Regions from separate parts of the Mus musculus genome. Here all the other regions are linked to region 1. Evidence: chromatin contacts called from public Hi-C, HiChIP or PLAC-seq and promoter capture Hi-C data. All regions are on one chromosome and are shown on one strand. The core of a region is the stretch at or near the end of the contact, and the rest is flanking DNA. Distances in the headings are between cores, read along the strand shown.

Region 1 (3,448 bases), core at 379-2,878:
ATTTTCACAGAATAACAGCTGATGCTATATCGTAAGTAGCATTTTAAAAAATCATCAGGGTAGAGCTGCTGTGATTGCTATTGGCGGCTTTATAAGAAGAAAAAGAGAAACACAAACACACACACAAACACACACACACACACACACACACACACACACACACACACACACACACACCATCCGTATCTCTTACTATGTAGTTTTTGCCACCAAGGCTATCGTCAGCTATGTTCCATTAACGTTGGATGAGAACCATGAAACGAAGTCACCCCGTTCTCTTCAAAGTGTATGACATGTGTGATGCTGAACCGCAGAATACAGACTAAGTTAGGAACCAGCCTATGGTCTCCCACATGTGATTCTTGGTGGCATTGTTACCTGCCTGGAGAGAATGAGTAAATTGGACCCACTGGGCAGAATCCAGGGCAGACCACTGAATCTTGCTTCTGACAGGTGACACTGGCTTTCAGCTTTCTCAGATAGACCAGAGCACCTCCTCCACATGTCTTCCACAGGAGGCTTAAAGACCAGAACCCTCCCTGCCTGCTCAGTGGCTACCCCTCTTCAGGGTTGAGGTTTTGAGCTGAGACCTATGTCTCAGAAACATGTGAGAACCAGGTGATTTCCCAGGCTCCTGACCAGCAGGTGGGATTTTCCATCCTCCCAAGGGTCACTTCCCAGTTTCTCCCCCAGCACCTAAAAGTACCGTCCTTGAGGTGGCCCTCACAAGGGCCAGTGGCTGCGGGTCTCTCAGTATCTCAATCAGCCTACAGTAAGAGTGTATGTGTCCATGAGGAGGGACAGAATAGTTGCCTGCCTCCCTACCCACCCTACCTCTCCAAATACTCCATATTCAGGGCTGTAGGGATATGCACTGTCCTTGGGAGCTTGCTGATGAGGTCAGTTCTAGGAAGCAAGACTTTCTGGATGGTTTTCTTCCTCGATTTCTGTTTACCTATCAGCCAAGAGAACTCAGAAAAAGAGGACTGCTCTTACTTAGGGTTCCAAGTATGTTTAAGGAAAAAATGAAACATATTAAAAAGAGCTATACCTATGCAATGCTGCTTATACTATGCCTGTACACTCCGAGTAAGCAGACATATGCTGCACATTATAGGAGCCATATTATATAGCTCATATTAATAAGCTCCATGAGAAGATGCAAACATTCATGTGGAGTTAGCCTGGCTCTAGAGTCTAAATGAGTGAATTATCTAGAAGGCTTTGGTTCTCCTGAGCGGTGCCAACTTTGGGACTGCTTTCCCCCCATGTCCTACCACGAAGAGTAGGAAGTCCATGAGATCTGGGACGGGCTGATGGTGACAAATTAGCTGGGGGAGGCCCAATCAGGGCACCCAGTCACGAATATAGTGGACACCTGCGCCAGTCTCTTCCCCACCACTGGAAGGGTGTCTCGAAGAGGAAGGAGTGATAGAAGCGCATTCATTCCCGGAAGAGATGCTGGAGAAAGAGGCCCAGAGATGCCAGGGAATCACAGGTGGAGGTGTCCTGCGAGGGGCGAGGACTCTGTGTAAAGAGGCGTGTCCTCAGGGCGCGGCCCCGCCCATTCCCGCCCTCCCCCCACCCCCTGGTCTGCCCTAGCTCCTGGCCTGAGGGTTTCGCTTTCAGTCACCAGCTAGAGCGCAGCTGAGGCACTAGAGCTCCAGGCACAAGGGCGGGAGCCACCGCTGCCCCTATGGCGCCCGCCGCCCTCTGGGTCGCGCTGGTCTTCGAACTGCAGCTGTGGGCCACCGGGCACACAGTGCCCGCCCAGGTGGGTGACTCTTGGGGTCACGGGGGACAGCTGCGCATCACAAAGTGCCCATTCCAGCTACTGCTACTGCACAATTCCGGGACAGCATGAGAGGCCATCACGTCCCCAGCAGACACGCGCCACGCGCCTCTGGGGACCCACTGGGGACCCGAGGTCTGGCCCGTTGGGATCCTGGGGTGGTACTCGGTTCCCGACAGCCTTATGTTCCAGAAATACCCAGTGGCTTTCTCCGCGAGCTTGATCAGGGCTCGAATAACACCCAGCAGGGCTCAGGAACACTGTTCATCCTTGCGAAATCCCTTCTGTCCCGCGGTCTCGAGGCGGGAAGGACCAGGGCCACTGCCCCATTGCTTGAGCGGGTTGTGTCGTCTGAAGACTTCCTTCTCTGCGCCATGGTCTGTCTCTTTCTTAGAAACCCTGGGATTACTAGATGTTGGCGGGGCCAGGAGTCTAAGTAAGCGCCTAGTATAAGAGACCGATGGGGAGTGAGTCACTTCTCTGTCACTAGATTGCTTCCATGGATCCGCCTTGCTGTGTTCAGGGGACGTTTCAGAATGTTCTCAGTGTAGTGGCAGAGAGGGCAGCTACCCCAAGGAACCTCGGGAAAATGGACCGATTAAAGATCCCAGTATCCGGTATTCACATTGCCCCCCTCCCCCCCCCTTCCTGCCTCCATTGATCGAAGACAGGGTAAAAAAAGGCAGATTACAGGTACGGAAAAATGAGGAGGCTCAGAGAAATTACCTTTTTTGAAGGATTTAAAGGGAGCTTGCTGCACTGACATGCCTTTGCTTGGTTCCATGTATGCTCTCTGCCTCCTGAGCCCACCTTGATGGACAGGGTGTGCTTACCTGACTGCAGGGGAGTAGAGTGGAAGGTGGCTTCTGTTGCGTCCGGAGGTGATATTCAATGGTCCTGGGATGCAAAGGAATGGACTCATCCTTGGTGGGTGTAGGTCCTCAGGGAGGTGTCAAGGATGGACTCTGGGTCAGGACAGTCCCAGTTCTGAGGGCGGAGTGTGAATGTGCATGGTTGTGGTCAGGAGCCTGAGTGGGGATTGTGCTCTGAGCTCCAAGGAAGGATAGGTCTTTGGGCACTGAGCTGGGGTCTGTCCCTGGGGACAGACAGAGCACAGGAGCTTCTGTACCGGATGGGACACGCAAGGCTTTGTGGGATCCACAGTGGTTTGGCTGAAGGTGTTTCCCTCAGACTTCCTTCCATACCTGACCAGTCCCAGGTCAGCTTAGACCTTCTACTACTGTTGCGTGGACTCTTAGCTAGTCTGCCTGTGTTCTAACTCCCACAAATCCTCCTTTGACAGAGAGACCTTGCTCAAGCCCAGACACCTCTATCTGGGAAGCCTTTGTAGCTCCTAGTGGTGGAGGCAGAACCCTTCCTTACCTTCAAGGTATTCCAGGCCAGATGGACATATCTGTGTTGCCTGCTCACATGAACCTATGCTCTGTGAAGCTGATGACTAGGTGTCTACCACTGTGCGTGTATGACCCCTGCACACACATTGTCCATATTACAGATCTCTCAACACTTCTGAGTCTTTTGTAAATGCCAGGTCACCAGAAAGGCCTGTACACATCCCCCCACCTAGACATGACCTGCTCTATAGAGCACAGATTCCATGCTACTTTTTATTCTCTGTCCCTCAAGGGTAGAAGG
Region 2 (3,915 bases), core at 1,328-3,827, 2.6 Mb before region 1:
GTGGGGCTATCCCAAAAGCTGTTGCTCAGAGCAGGGCTGCCTTGCCTGGACTTGGCGGGAGTGGAAGTGCAGAGATTTGAAGTACCAAGGTTGGGGGCATACCCAGGGTGACCCCATCTGCTCAGAGGGAAGGGGAAGGGGGGCAATAATTGTGGGAGGGGGTTACCAGGAGGGGGGAAATGAGCAGGATGTAAAGTGAATAAGAAAAAACTTTTTAAAAAAATTCTGAAATCTAAAGTAGATCTAATCTCAAGCAGTTCAGACCAGGGACAGTGAGCCTGGAGTAGCTTCCATTGGCCTGCCTGGGCTATGGCCCAACACCAGAGACTGCTATGTTTACCCAACAGAAATCTAACCACTCCTAGTTCTGGGGGCTGATGTCAAGCACTGGTGGTCTGGCTTCTGAAGGTCTCTTCCTTCTTTTCTAGATAGCCACTCTCTCACAGGTTTCCTCATAATCTCGTTATGCTTGGACCTCGCTGAAGTCTCTTGTTTAATAGAATAGCAACCTTATTTGAGTAGGGCCTGATCTTAACCTGCTTACTTCCTAAAGGCTTGGCCTCCAGATACAGCCATGTGCTGGGGAGTTTAGACCTTGGACACACATGTGGGGGGTACAGTTCAAGCCATGCTCATCTCTCTTCTCCATAGCACACACAGTAGACGTTGCAAAAGGCATTTTGCAGATAAGATATCGATGTGAGGAGGCAGAAGAGATGGCCCAGCAGTTAAAGAGCTCTTCTTGCTCTTCCGGAGGACCTGAATCTATCTGGTTCTCAGTGCATCCACTGGGCAGTTCACAATTGCCTGTAAGTCCAGGTAGCCTCAGAGGCCACACACACACACACACACACACACACACACACACATCCACACACCATATATTTACATGGAGGTATGCATATAAATAAAAATGAGTATTTCAAAAAAGATATTGAGCTGGGCAGTGAGGCACCCCCCCACCCCCTCTCCTACTCCATCTTCTGGGTCTTGACATGAGGTTTAACATTAAAGTAGAAAGTGAGCTCTGTCAAGTGAGTTCTGTCAAATGTGGTCCTGTTTATCACTGGCCCATCATATTCTCTCTCTCTCTCTCTCTCTCTCTCTTCCTCTCCCTCTCCCTCTCTCTCTCTCTCCAGGGTTTCTTTCCCTTTGTATCCCTAGAATTTGTTCCAGGTTGTTCTAGAATTAGTTCTGGGGACCAGACTGGCCTCAACCTGAGTGAGTGATCTGCTACCACTGTTTCATAGTGCTGGAGTTAAAGGCATGTACCATCATATGCTGCTAAACTAGCCTATCACTTCCAACCCAGTCTCTCCTGCAAGGAGGACTGACCAGTCAGAACTCTCCGATTCTAATTTCTGCCCCGAGGAATGGCAGCCTTTTTCCTTCTCCAAGCTTGTGATTCCTGGGACAATTGCAGTTTCAGCCATCCTAGGAAGCCATCCTCAGCCCTCAGGTGCTGGCCACAGGGAAATCCCTGGTCACCCACAGCCCTTCTTCCTCTCTATGGACAGAACTCTGAGTCCTAAAAAGGTAAGAAGATGCATCCTCCATGTGTTCACAGAGAGGCAAAGGCAAAAAGCCTGGGGAATGTTCAACAAGGATGAACTCAGTGGCTTATCTTTTATGGGACGATCTTGAGTTTAGAACAGGCTAGAGCACAGGAAGGAAGAGCTGAGGAGGGTCTCCACATCTCCCCCATTGCAGACATTTCCTAGTTATAATGTCCAGCGTACAACCTTCCATGCGACTACCATGATTTCACAGGAAGCCAGTAAAGTCATTCACACTTTGGCCAAGCCTTGACTCTTCCACAGGCTGGCACTACAAGGTTCCTTTCTGCAGTCCTGGCTGTTCTAGAATTCTCTCTATAGATCAAGTTGGCCTCAAGGTCAAGCGATCCCTCTACCTATGCTAAACCATGTCTGCCTTCATTTCTCGTTCTTGATGCTGGACAGAGACCCCATCACTCCTCCATCATGTATTGTCGCTGAGGCCATTTCAGGTTTAACTAGAATTTGATTTCCTTGATCAAGAATTCTAGGAAAATTACTCAACTCCACTTCTAGGAACCCAAGGTCAGGATATCCTTGCTAACTTATCTCAACCTGTTTGTGCTGGAACCCCCTCTGGCTAACTGCTTATCTTAGCTTCTACTAGAGACTGCTTGTTTCTGTGAGGATTCTACTTTGGTTGCCAGATGTAAAAATCTGGAGCTAGGGCACTCAGTGCCCTCGGCAGCTCAGCTCACTCTCCAGTGTACGTATTGAAGAGAGACTGTGGGGTAGAGTTATCGTCCTATGAACCTCTGTACGCTAATCCTGATTTTTGCTGGAAATAGACCAACTCAACAATTTTGAACCAAATTTAAAGCAGGCATTTATTAAATATTAAATACTGACCAAGAGACAGACCTGGGTCAGTAAAATTCCCCCGGAATTTGCCAGCGCGAACGGCCTCAGTCACGTGTTACAGCGGTTTCTTTTTAGATATTCAACTAGACCACCGTACTTTCCCATGAGCCTTTGTTATTTCCAAAGAACTACAATTCCCAGCATTCCAGGAACTTACGTAGTTCCGGGGCAGAGGAGGCTTCCAGGTTAATTTTGAGAATTACAGATGCAAGCTCTCCACCTTGATTTCAGGAGGAAGAAGGGGAAGTTAGTAGTGGGTGGTCTGAGGGACGCTCAGGCAAGGTCCTAAGTCTCGACATGGTGAGTACAGGGTCACTGCCCATATCGGGGAGGAGCAGGCGGATGAACCTGGGGAGCTGGTGTGGTGGGTTCTCCTCGGGACTGGGTGGTAAGCGGAGGCCAGATGTGGCCACCTGTGGGGTCTGTTTTAGTTCTAGTCATTCCCTGGACCCGGTAGTGGGCTCTGAATAACGTCACTATCCGGACTGCTTCTGCGCCAAGCATTTGGAGTAAGGACTTGTGTGCAGGATCATCCTTGGCAAGATGCCAAACTCGAAGAGACCTGGTTTCTCACAGTATCTTCTACAACTTTTTTCCTTTAGCATTTAACGTTTAGTTGTAAGGTCCATTTGGAGTTCATTTTGTGGCGGTTGTAAAAGGTGTCTCACGTGTTGGGTAACACTACAATGTTAATCTGTGATGTAGAAGAATAGGATTTATGATGTAAAGGAATTGCAGTGCTTAGGAGAGGGTAAGTCACACCACATAGAATTTAGATAAGTGAGGATGCCATCTAAAACACCCTACAGATGGGTACTATGCTAACCATGTCTGTTAGATAGGATGCTAGGATACACATTTTTGTTCACTAGGATTGTCCAGAAATATGGCTGAAGAGCAGAACAAAGGAGACAAACCAGATTTACAACCAGCTGCTAGGCCATTCCCATTGATAAGTTATTTGTTCTCTGCTGCTCAAATGAGCCAGTTCAAGCCAGCTTGGATTATATTAAATGTCAGTTTATTGGGAAGCCGCTCTTGTTCACTGGCCCCAAGGACCGAGGTCAAGGAAGTTACCATGGTGAGAGAGGGAGGCAGAGAAAGAGAAAGCAGGCAGGGGACAGAGAGAATAGGAGAAAAAGAGAAAGTGAGAAGAGAGCAAGAGAGAGAGAGAGAGAGAGAGAGAGAGAGAGAGAGAGAGAGAGAGAGAGAGAGAGAGAGAGAGATTGCAACATGAGCAAGACTACACTGTTGTCAATTTCTTGCAAAGGAACAACTCTGTAGTGTTGAGGGCTGTTTTTTTTTTTTTTTTTCAAGTAAGGCTTTCCATGTGATGGGGGGGGGTGGGGAGAGAGAGAGAGAGAGAGAGAGAGAGAGAGAGAGAGAGAGAAAGATTTTGAATTAGTCAGTGTGGAGAGGAGTTTTGAGTCAGAACAGCTGAGTTGACCAGCCAGCAAGAGTTCAGGAAAATCTAGGAAAGGCGAGCTTATTCAGCAGT
Region 3 (3,393 bases), core at 194-2,693, 2.7 Mb before region 1:
CAGGCCTCAAGGCCAAGAACAGACAATAAAACTGAACGTGTACACTCAAACCTCCACTAAAACCTTATAAAACTTACTGTTATGGCTCAAAAAGCTAAGACCACAGAGCCAAGATCATATAGCTTCAAAGTGTTTAAGAAGAGCCAACCGTTGAACATCAAGGCCAAGTTGCAACCCTCTGTGTGACCACCACCGAGCATGGGGGGACACCACTAAAGTGGACAGTATGCACACGGACGTCAAGTGGTGGCTGGGCACCAAGCCCGCAACGAGGCCTCACCGGGACTGAAGAGCTGGGCCCAGAGGTACTGGTGATCCTGAAGCAGCTCCGAGGCGGGCATCTCCAACAGCTCCAGCATCTCCTTCCGTGCTAAGTCCTGCAGCGCCTTGAGCTCCTTGGCTCCTTTGCTTTTGAGCACCTGGGGGTGGATGGGACCAGAGATGTGCACCACCCACAGCACCGTCTCGTCCAGCTGTGTCTTGGGAGCCACCTGGAGCCTGTTCACTAACTTCTTAGAGGTCACCACGACCAAGTGCACCAGCCCCGATGGAAGGGGTGTGGACCGGCCCGAGTAGAGGAGAAACTGGTGATCTCCGACCTTCTCCAGGGTGCTGGTGAAGGATTTGGGGACTGGGCCTGCGGTGGGCCCCACAGTCTGCAACGCGGCCACGCGCTCCGTGGGATTGTTGAGCTGGATGCGCTGCAGATAGACGTGGGGTCGGCCTCGGTGCGCCAGGAAGTCCTCCTGCAGTAGCACGCAGTCCCGGCCCGACCCCGCGGAGAGCCCGGAGGCCGAGGCGGGCCCGGGGACACCAGCGGCAGGGCCCGAGCCCGGGGTCCCCAGCTGCAGGCAGCGCACTCGGCGCAGCAGGCCCTCCCGCAGAAGCAGCACCGCCTCTCCAGCCTCGGCCACCACATTCAGCGGGCGTAGCTGCACGAAGGGCACGAAGTCCGGCGTCACGGCAGGCTCCCGCTCTCCGGGCGTCACCCACAGCCGGTTGTTGGAGGCGTCCAGAGCCAGGAAGCCGTTGGCCACCAGGGCTGGCACCCCGGGGCCAAGCGGCACCGCCTCGCCGCGATCACGCAGGCCGCGCCACGCGCGGGTGGCCGCCTCCAGACAGGCAGACGGCTCGGCGGCGCCCGGCTCGCTGCGGGCCCAGGACGGCAGGTGCAGGCCGCCCGCCGCCCGCCGCGCCCCGGAGCTCGCGAACCACAGGAGCAGCACCAAGAGGCCGAGCAGGCAGAGGAGGCGGCGGGCCCAGCTGCTCGACAGCAGCCCCGGCAGCCCCTTCAGGCGCTGCTGCAGCCACATCGGGCCCGCCGCCCAACCTGCCCGCCCGGCCGCCGCCGCTCACTCCCCGGGCCGCGTCGCCGCGCCCTCCTCAACGCCCGCCGCAGCCACCCCAGCAGACACCTTCACCGCTTCCTCCTTCTTCTTGGTTGCCTCCTAGACGTCAAACGCCACCGGCCGTAAGGCGTCGCTGAGTCTTTTGCGACAAGGTGGAAAAGCGGCCAGGGGCGGGATTTGGAGAGGGGGCGGGGTCTCCTTGGGGGCGGGGCCTGGACTGAGGGGCGGGGTGGGGAAGGGAAGAGTGTGGGCAGGAGTCCAAACGGCTTGTTGGAAAAAAGAGAGCAAGAAAAGAAAGTCAGAGAGCAAGCCAAACCCAACATGTGCTGCGCCTCGTTTGCTGCTGATGGTTTCAACAGCCCTAAAGTTAAAAAATAAGAACGTACTGTTTCTGTAAACTATATTTAACTGAATGAAGAAAAGACATGGGGGTAAATGGAAGGAAAGAAAGAAGGGAAGGAGACAGGGAGGAATGAAGTGGAGGGAGGAGGGAAGGAAGAGGAGGAGGAAGGGTAGCCACTGAAAAATTATTTCCTAGGAAATATTTTGTTGGCAGCGTTTCAAACCTGCCTGGCTGCGAGTACACCAGAGTGGGACATAAATCCAGCCTGTTTCTTGAACACAGCAAGTAGTTTTCTTGATGTCAATCTTGAGTTTTAACTCATTAAATAACGCGAAACATTAAGATCTCATACTTTGACAAGACCCGGAGCATCCATATGGGGGGAAGGGCGAGGGGGGCGGAATTCATTGGGAGCACTGGAGCAGACAGTGGGGTGGTTGTTTCCACTTTGAATTCTAGGTAGACAGTGGGCGATTGTTTTCACTTTGGATTCTGGGCAATCCAGAGCCAGACGGGCTGTTGCAAATTCACAGTTGACAATTGAACGGTCACTTAAGGTGGCTTCTAGTGGGTTGTAGGCAGACAGAAAACTGTATGCTGAGGTGGCAAGCCAGTGTCGCATTGGAAGAATGCTCGTCCTGTTTTGATTTGATTTTTATTTTTATTTATCTTTGAGACAGAATCTTTCCTTTGTTGTCCAGACTGGACTTCAAACAATTCCTAGGCCCAAAAGATCCTTTCTCAGCATCCCCAGTCCCTAGAATCAAAGGCATTTGTCCAGCTTTTTACCCATTTTTATTTTCACACAAAAATGAATGCTAAGAGCCCAGCAGTGGTGGCACATGCTGTTAGTCTTAGCATTTAAGAGGCAGGGCAGGTAATTCTCGGAGTTGGAGACCAGCCTGGTCTACAGAGTTCCAGGACAGCCAGGACTACACAGAGAAACCCTGTCTTGAAAAACTAAAGTGGGCTGGTGAGATGGCTCAGCGGTTAAGAGCACCGACTGCTCTTCCAAAGGTCCTGAGTTCAAATCCCAGCAACCACATGGTGGGATCCGTAATGAAATCTGATGCCGTTTCCTGGAATGTCTGAAGACAGCTACAGTGTAAAAAAAAAGAAAGAAAAAGAAAAACTAAAGCAAGCAAGCAAGCAAACAAACACCCCAGAGCTCAGTAGCACATTTTAGCCAGTTGTTGTACACATATCTTTAATCTGACTCTTCAAGAGGCAGGGGCAGGTAGATTTTACTAAGTTCAAGGCTAGCCTGTCTACACAGTGAGACCATATTTCAAAACAAACTAAAACAACCACACTTTTTTTTTTAGCAGACTATTAGCTCAGAACAGAATATTCCTCTAGCACTAGTGATTTCCCAGAACCTTAAAGTTAAAATAAAAATCTAATGGCAAGATGGCTCAGCAGGTAAAAGCATTCGCCAGCAAGTGTGATGACCTAAGTTCTGTACCTAGGACCTATGTGGTAGAAGGAGAGAGCTGACGCCTCTATGTGCACATTGTTGTATGTCCAAATCAGAAGATGGTATGGGATCCCTGGAGTTACAGGCACGTGTGAGTTGCCAGTCTCTTAACTGCTGAACCATCTCTCCAGCTCCACTTTTTAATGGATGACAGGAGGAAACCGCATGCATGTTTGTGTGTGGACAACTTCCCATCCTGAAGTTGTCCAGCAGTTTCCTATTAA
Region 4 (3,971 bases), core at 904-3,403, 2.7 Mb before region 1:
GTGTAATCCAGGCTGGCCTCTCACCTGTGATCCTCCTGCCTCAACCCCTGAGTACTGGGATGACTGACATGAACCGTCATGTCCTGTCCAGGGTTGTTTCTAATAGTGACCATTTTCTGGTATGTGCAATTCATATACACAGTGGAAAAGTCGATCAAAACAGGAATAACTGACATAAGAAAAGCCCCCTGCAGTTGAACCCCAGTACTCGCTAGACCCATTTCTAGTGGCAGTCTGCAGTACTGGAGGAACCTTGCCATTGAGGGGTTAAAGGAAGAGCCTCACAGTTTGGAGTTCTGGTTTAGGCAAGCCCAAGTGGAATGTAAGATTAGAAGCCTGGGAATGGGCTCAGAAGTTCCCTCTTCTGTCCAGGTTGGGATGGGAGCCTAGGCCAAAGCTTTCAGGGAGGCTACAGCAGAGGCAGAATGGACAGGAGAGAGTTTGGGAAAGCTCCTCCAAGCCTCTGGCTTGAGTAAGATTCTGCCAAAGGGAAAGGAAACAGTCTTCAGTTTTGTACTCAAAGAATTCCCTGGGGAGGCTGGAGATGATGGAGGAGGAGATACTTAGCGCACACTATACCCCAAGGCAAGTGCTGGGTGTGTCTCTCCAGTTCAGAGTCAGATGTTCCAGACAAGAAGCTGCCCTATGGGCAGTGACTACAGGCCAGCTCCCATGACTCACCTCTCTGGAGACTCGTAACCGGCGTGCTGATTTACCTCTGAGGCTGTTTGTGGCATGACTGTACCCTGGCTATAGGGCAGTGCCAATCGGTAGAAAGCATAACATGGCAGCTAGGTGTGTCAGTGAGATGACTACAGTCCTAGCCCTTGGGAGGCAGAGTAAAAAGATCATCAATTCAAGGCTGGTTTGGGCTACATAGTGGGAAGCCTGCCCCCAAACAAACAAAAGCAAGGTCGCATGGGCCACAGACACAGTTAAAATATTCAGCTAGCCATATTATCTGCTTTTAAATACTTGGCTTGTTGTTTTTATTTAATGTGTATGGGATGCTGCCTGCATGTATGGAAGTGTATCAGAAGTGTGCCTGGTTCCCCCTGGAAGACAGAGAGGACACTGGATCCCCTGAATTGTAGTTACCGATGTGAGCTAACATGTAGGTGTTGGGTCCTCTGTAAAAGCCATCTCTCTAGGCCCCAACCATATTCATTTATCGTGTGTGGTTGATGTACACGTGCCCTGGCTCTTGTACGGAGGTTAGAGGACAACATTTTATGAGCAGGTTCTTTCCTTCCACCGTGTGGGTTCCTGGAGATGGAACTCAAGCTGTCAGGCTTGGTAGCAGCCATTTATACCTACTGAGCCTTTTTTGTGACCGCCACTATTAGCTCTACTTTTAGAAGTAAGAAGAAACGGGGTGGGGGGGGCGATTTAATTAAGATAATGTATTTCATTTAGCCCAGTTTATCCAAAGCTATAACAACACATCAATATAAAATTACTAATAAGGTAGTTTGCATTTCTTTTTATATTAAACATTGGGGCATTTCTCAGTTTGTAGCAGCTGCATTTCAGGGTCTCAGTAGCTACAAGTGGCTGGTGGGTGTTACTACAGAGCCCAGGCTTGGAGCCCTCCCAGCTTGGGGTCCAATGCAGTATCCCAGTTCTTGGAACAAAATGAGGGGCCAGTGAATGGCATGTGAGGTTGGATAATCATGTCCTGAATGTCCTGGGACTGAGTGAAAATTAAAAACTGCATGTTAGATAGCCAGTGCAATGACTGTCACCTAGTAGCTGCCTGATGCGTTGTGGCTGCTGTTTAGTTGCCTCAAAGGCAACTGAAGGACAATTACTTCACCCTAACGGTCTGTTTGTTCCCTTTGAAGACACTCGGATTATGAAATGCGAGTCTGGATTTCAAAACTGACAGGTGTTATACAGGGTCAAATTCTGGAGCAGCAACAACAAAAAAGGCGCAACAACAAAAAAGGCGCACGCAAACCTCTAATCGGTACCCTTGTCGTGTCCTGCCCGCTCCCCTCCCCGCCGTCCACCCTCTCCCCTCCCCCAACCCCCGTCCCGTTCTCCCACCCCTCCAACCCCTGCTTGACAGCTCGAGGCTCCGCCCTACCCCACCCTGACGGACGCTGATCCAAACTACAACTCCCATGACGCGCTGGGAGCCCCACCCTACAGCTTACGTCATCTGCACGAGACACGGGACGGTTACCAGGCACGCGGGGGCTCCTTTTGGAGCGCGGAGTTCCTAGACACTGTGGTATAGGAGTGGTAAGGTTGAGGTGACAGCGTTCAGAGGCCATCGGCTCGTCCGGGCTGCAGCGGGGCGAGTGACGAGCGCAGCCCCCTCCCCTCCCGCTTCTCTCGGTGTGGCGCCGGCTAGTGACGTGTTGGGTGTGATGGCCGCCGCGAGGCCGGGAAGGTGAAGGTGAGAGGGCGAGCGCGCCGGGGTGGTGGAACCGGCAGGCCCGGGCCGGGAGAGTCCTGAGCCACCCGGCTTAGGACGCTGGGCCTCTGGGGCCTCTGGGCCTCGGGCTCAGGCTCGGGTCACACGGGCGTTTCCCCTGCTGCGGCCTCGCCGTCAAGCCCTGCTCGGCTCTGAGGAGGGGGCGGGCCACCGGACTGAAGGCTGGGAGGTGGGCTCCTCCTCGCAGCTCCCCACACCCTGATGTCTCAGCCCTGTGATCTCCATTCAAGGTCCCTGACCCATTCCCGGTTTTCATCCAGTACTTTTCTTTTTTTGCCAGCATTTTTTTTTTTTCAGCACCCGGTTCACTGTACCCCACTTACGGTGGAAGTCTTTTTACTTATATGCCTTTTCATTGCACCGTTAAGACTCTGAGGGTTGGAGCTATTCTTAATCCGTCCCTGACCCTAGCACCTAACACATTGAAAGGCCACAGTGAATACTGAAAAAGATAGCTGTTTGGAAGGAGAAAGGCAACACTACTGGCCTCCATCTCTTGTAGTACTTTTCTATCCTGTTTTCTAGCTTTGCCAATCATCTCTCCCTTCGTCAGAAAAGGACTCTTGATTGTCCCCTTTTTGTCTTAGGTAGGAAAACACAAGTGAGCTTTGGAGTCACAGCTAGTGTAGTTTGGTGTCTAGCTTGGCTGCTTGGCTCTATACATCTTCCTAGTACTGTAGAGACCAAGTTTGCTCCATAGACTTGAGAATGGAAGGAGAGACTTTACAGTAGCAGGGATACTCTGGCCTTTGTCAGGTCTATTTTTCTTCCTCTCCTCTCCACTCCCCTTCCACTTCTAGTTGGCAGTTCCCCAGTCCTGAAGGCCAGGCCTTGGCCTGATTCAGCTCCCTTCTCTCTCTGGCTGTGTCTTAGCGAGGACCTCTTTGGTGCCTTGCATTAGCACATGGCTTAATATATTAGCACACGGCTAATGTGTTTGTCTCATTGTCATTGTTATTGTCTCCTCCCCCTCCACACACACACTTCCTCACCTGCTTCCTCAACACCGCAATGAGTAAGCTTCCCTCAGGGATGAGTTAGTTTGGCTTTAACACCTGATTAAACATATTTTGCATTTTCTTTCCTGGTGGCCCAGTGACCTCTGCCTTTTTCCTTTCCAGAAGCTTGGACAGGTGGAGTCAACACCATCAGGGGCCAACCTGGACCTGAATCAGCACAGAGGAGACCTCGAGTCCTTTTCATCTTTCTGACTCCAGCCATGTCCACGATGCCCAACCTGTGAAGGTCTCTTACCAGCTAGAAAGTAAGTGAGAGCTGTGGTTTGGCCACCATGGATCTAGATGAAGAGCAAAAGGGTGTGTTCTGCTGGCTCTCGGCTGGCGAGTCTCTCGGAGTGGATCCTGGAGCACAGAGCTCGTGGCTTCCAACTTGTGTCGGAAGGAGCTGCTGTATCTCCTTTCTGCTTCCACGGGGATTTCACTGGTTGACAGTTCAAAGCATGGCCAGGATCTGTCCCTCTCCTCCTTGTTTGTTTGTCCCTGTGCTGGCTCCTTTCCGTCTCTGCTTG
Region 5 (3,660 bases), core at 976-3,475, 2.6 Mb before region 1:
CTCAAACTCCCCCCCCCCCCCCCCCCGCCAGTAATTGGTTATCACCAGTTTTATTTAACCGATAGTTTCAAACTGGGGAGTAAGGTTTATAAGAAAGGCTGGAGTACGTGAGGATCGGCTCACCTTGGAGCAATCGGATCTTGGGAAACAGAATTTAGCTTTTGACTACAAGCAGCACCAGACCAACCCAACCCCCTACAGCTAGCTGCCTGTAGTGCTGATGACATTAACATTTAGAGTCCATAGCTGAGTGGAAACAAGGACACCAGTAATCTGCACAGCACTTTCTAGCACTAGGAATGCCAGCCAGCAGGAAGCCTTCATTGAGCACAGTCCATGCCTTACTCCCCTGCGTCCTAGGTTCAAGGCACTGTGATGTTGTCAGCGTTGGGATCTTACAATCTAGCTCCTGTTTGCAACCAACCAGTGGCAATAGTCTTCTCGGGTTTGTGGCGCATCAGGGGTATCATAGGAAGGTAACCCACCTCTGGCTCTAAAATCTATGTTGAAAGAAAGCAAAAAATCATCTCTGTCCTCTGTCTCCACTGCGGGGGGGGGGGGGGGCTCCTCCTGATTTTAAGCTCTTTAACTGTTGCTTTGATGTTTCCAGGGAGAGAGAGAGAGAACCCCCACAGAGCCTACAGAAGTCAAGCCAGCTGCTGTTGGCTTTAAACTTAATTCTATTAGATCATGCAACTGAGCAGCCACGCTCCCCACTGTTATGTCCTTTATACAGAGGAGGCTAAATACAAAGCTCTTCCAAGTCTCTCTAGTTTCCCGGACAAAAGTTATCCTCATAGCTCTCGTGATGGGTACATCTTCCGGGCCCCTCCACTGTGGACAAGTAGCTTTTACACAAAGCCACTCTATCATTCCAAGTTCCCTAAGCCTTTCAATCCCATCCTCAATAGAATACCACTCCAGGGTGTCAGGCGACTGCAGCTCTCTTGTAGTAGGCCATCTCTGGACCCATGCTTCAGCCAACCAATCAAACAAACTCTTCACACCATTATCTTCAACAGTGCGGGCTATGACATTAAACTCACTATCAAGGCTCAAAGGACCTAAACTGAGAAATTCAATCTGATCCAGTATTGTGAGCCTCCCACCATTATCCCACACCCTTAAAATCCATTTCCTAGCATGTTCCTTTGCCTTTTGGCGATTTGAGTGAGCAAGTGAATTGAGTTCATGATTAGTATGGCGGTGTTTCTGACTTGTAAGGTCAGACAGAGACTTGGGTCTGGTGACAGGTTCAGAAGTAACTAAGGATGTTGAAGACTGGATCTGAGGGGCATCTGCTTTGTCCTGCTGGGTGCGTTCTTTAGACAAGGCATAACCACTTTCCTCAGACAAGGATGGAGAGGCCAAGACAGTGGGCAACTCAGCTTCCTCAGACCCTTCAGAATCTATGTCCTCCCACACATCTCCATCCCAGGTTACCGGATCCCATTCTTTACCAATCAGTGCCCTCACCTTATCTGCAGACACTTTCCGGGCAGGCTGACACATGACCTGGGATTGCACATCAGCTAACCTCACAATGAGGGCTTCAGTCTGTTTTTCCCCAACTTCAATCCTGTGGCGGTAGGAAAGAAGAGTCTCCCCCAGGACACACTTAGAAGCCTTTAGATCATTTATGTGCATTCGGAGCTGGGAAATTTCATCTCTGAATTGGTCCCTTTCCTTTGTTACTTTATCCAGAAATGCCAGAAGCAGCTCGCCAACTGCGTCATAGTCCCTAATCTTGCAGAAATGTTCAAAAGTATGGTACACAGAGTCATTAAGTTCCTTACCGCTCGAAAAGGATGAATCGGGGAGATCGGCCACATTTATCTTCTGCAGCAGCTCACGCCATGGGTTAACAGTGTCATTATCCGGAGAGTCATTATCCGGAGAGTCCTCGGCAAGTTCAGGTTTGAAGAGCCAGCTCGAGAAACCAGCAAGCGCACGTGGGAAATTCATCTTCAGACTTTTGTTTCCCTAGAACTCGGCTACTGCGTCCTACAAGCCTCGGATCCAAATTCCAGTTCGTCCCTGGCAAAAGCACTCTGGGGAGTTGCTAGTGTGGGGTCCGCGTGAAAAGGTCAAAGTTGCCGGAGTCTCTAGCCCCACCTATCCACTGCCATTAGAGACTTTACATCCGGAAATTGCGTAACCGAGTACTACTGACCAACCAGAGCCTGTCCTCAATTTGAATTGGTAGAATTAGCATTAACAGTTAACCAATCAGCAATGAGGTCCCATTAGCCCCTCCTTTCCATATTGAAACTGCCGCTTCCGGATGCGAAGAAACAAATATAAGGCGTCCTGGCACTGTCAATTGGCCGAGCAGGACAGCGGCGGAGGCCCCGCCCCAGCCTTAGCCAATTAGGACAACCACTGGAGGTTCCGCCCCTGCTGGAGGCGGATTCCCCGGCTGCTGGGAATCTGGGCTTTCGGGCGGAGAGCGTTGGCGTCCTTTTATCCATGGCAGCCGCTGATCTCGGGACCACAGAGGCGTGCCTTCGTCCCGCTAGACCGGTAGAGAAGGGGCAAGCGCCTAGGCCCCGGTGTGCACCCTGCCTGAGTGCGCGTGAGTGAGATGCTGGGGTCTTCTCTGCTCGCCCCCTGCAGCCTGCTCCGAAACCCAAGTCTCCAGGGGCCTGTAGGGTGGCAGGGCTGGGAAGGATAGGGGGGTCTGATTCGGCTGGAGGAGTCTGGGCTGGGGTTGTAAGAGAAGTGGGAAGTGCTTCTTTATATTGCAGACATCTCTTCCAGAAGCAAAAGAAAGTGTCTGGAGAGACGGCTCAGTGCTCTTAACCACTGAGTTCAATTCCCAGCAACCACATGGTGGCTCACAACCATCAGTAATGGAATCCTACGCCTTCTTCTGGTGTGTCCGAACAAATAAATAAATCTTTGAGAAAGAGAGAGAGAGAGAGAGAGAGAGAGAGAGAGAGCCCCTGAGTATAATTTTTGAGGACCAAAGCTGGCCGGAGAAGGGGTGGGGGTGGGGTTTGTGTCCCAGTCAGGGCCATGCTTTCCTCCGTGCAGACCCTTCATAGGGAGTCATGTGTCAACAAAGGTTTATTTGCCCCAGAGCACAGCCAACAGAACAGAGAAACGATTCCACCCAAGTGTGGCTGGGTGAACCAAGGAGTGTACGTATTGGGGTCATGACCCAAAGGCAGCTACATCACTGACAGTCCCACCGAGCACGGGTTCTGATCCACCCCCGCGCAGCTTTCAGGCAGCTCCATCTGAGAATGCTCTCCCCTGGACATAGTTTAAATCAACCTTGTGGAGGGAGCTCTAGGAATTTGCAGCCTTCTGAAGAGATTCTCTCCTCCCACCATCAGGGAGAAGTTTGAAAGTCAGGGGAAGTAGCCACTGCACAACAAGCAGGAACCTACATTTTGGTTCAAACCCTGCTTTTGACATTTAGTAGCTGTGTGACCTTGGGATATACATGCAAATTAAAGAAAGGAAGAAAGAAAGAAAGAAAAGCAAAGAAATGAATTGACCAGGAGAAGACTTGTGGCAGAGAAAAAGGCTTAATGCTTCCAGTTCTGGGTTCAGTGCCAGCTCCAGATAGTATGAGACCCCGACTTAGAGCGTTTCTCCCTGGAAGGTAAAGCCCCTAGACGTTCCCCAAGCTTGTTTTCCCTGATCTCTAAA

What was found. Promoter capture Hi-C pulls out the DNA fragments that hold promoters and counts their contacts. Hi-C and Micro-C count contacts between places; a contact is called where the count stands out from the background. HiChIP or PLAC-seq counts read pairs in DNA pulled down with a chosen protein or histone mark.
Region 2: a Hi-C map of B cells shows a contact between it and region 1, with 6 read pairs. The contact joins the promoter of Zfp933 here to the promoter of Tnfrsf1b in region 1. A contact is called at or near these places in 1 of 39 promoter capture datasets (cranial neural crest) and 1 of 484 Hi-C or Micro-C datasets (B cells).
Region 3: a contact with region 1 is called in an H3K27ac HiChIP or PLAC-seq map of bone marrow-derived dendritic cells, with 4 times the contacts expected there. The contact joins the promoter of 2510039O18Rik here to the promoter of Tnfrsf1b in region 1. A contact is called at or near these places in 2 of 39 promoter capture datasets (cranial neural crest and second pharyngeal arch cranial neural crest) and 1 of 115 datasets of contacts at active chromatin or transcription factors (bone marrow-derived dendritic cells).
Region 4: a promoter capture Hi-C map of frontonasal cranial neural crest shows a contact between it and region 1. The contact joins the promoter of Mfn2 here to the promoter of Tnfrsf1b in region 1. A contact is called at or near these places in 3 of 39 promoter capture datasets (cranial neural crest, frontonasal cranial neural crest and hippocampal neurons).
Region 5: a contact with region 1 is called in an H3K4me3 HiChIP or PLAC-seq map of fetal liver, with 8 times the contacts expected there. The contact joins the promoter of Miip here to the promoter of Tnfrsf1b in region 1. A contact is called at or near these places in 2 of 115 datasets of contacts at active chromatin or transcription factors (astrocytes and fetal liver).

The regions. Positions count from the first base shown.
Region 1 is chr4:145,245,050-145,248,497 of GRCm38.p6, reverse strand. It overlaps Tnfrsf1b (tumor necrosis factor receptor superfamily, member 1b), which reads left to right and starts at 1,628. Exons shown (of 10, transcript NM_011610.3): 1 at 1,628-1,774. The coding sequence starts at 1,697.
Region 2 is chr4:147,847,080-147,850,994 of GRCm38.p6, reverse strand. Zfp933 (zinc finger protein 933) reads left to right here and starts at 2,577. Exons shown (of 4, transcript NM_198619.3): 1 at 2,577-2,717. The coding sequence starts at 2,715.
Region 3 is chr4:147,938,945-147,942,337 of GRCm38.p6, reverse strand. 2510039O18Rik (RIKEN cDNA 2510039O18 gene) reads right to left here and starts at 1,443. Exons shown (of 3, transcript NM_029841.3): 1 at 281-1,443. The coding sequence starts at 1,313.
Region 4 is chr4:147,903,091-147,907,061 of GRCm38.p6, reverse strand. Mfn2 (mitofusin 2) reads left to right here and starts at 2,153. Exons shown (of 19, transcript NM_133201.3): 1 at 2,153-2,404; 2 at 3,565-3,707.
Region 5 is chr4:147,867,284-147,870,943 of GRCm38.p6, reverse strand. Miip (migration and invasion inhibitory protein) reads left to right here and starts at 2,225. Exons shown (of 10, transcript NM_001025365.2): 1 at 2,225-2,575. It overlaps Fv1 (Friend virus susceptibility 1), which reads right to left and starts at 1,965. Exons shown (of 1, transcript NM_010244.3): 1 at 586-1,965. The coding sequence starts at 1,965. The coding sequence ends at 586.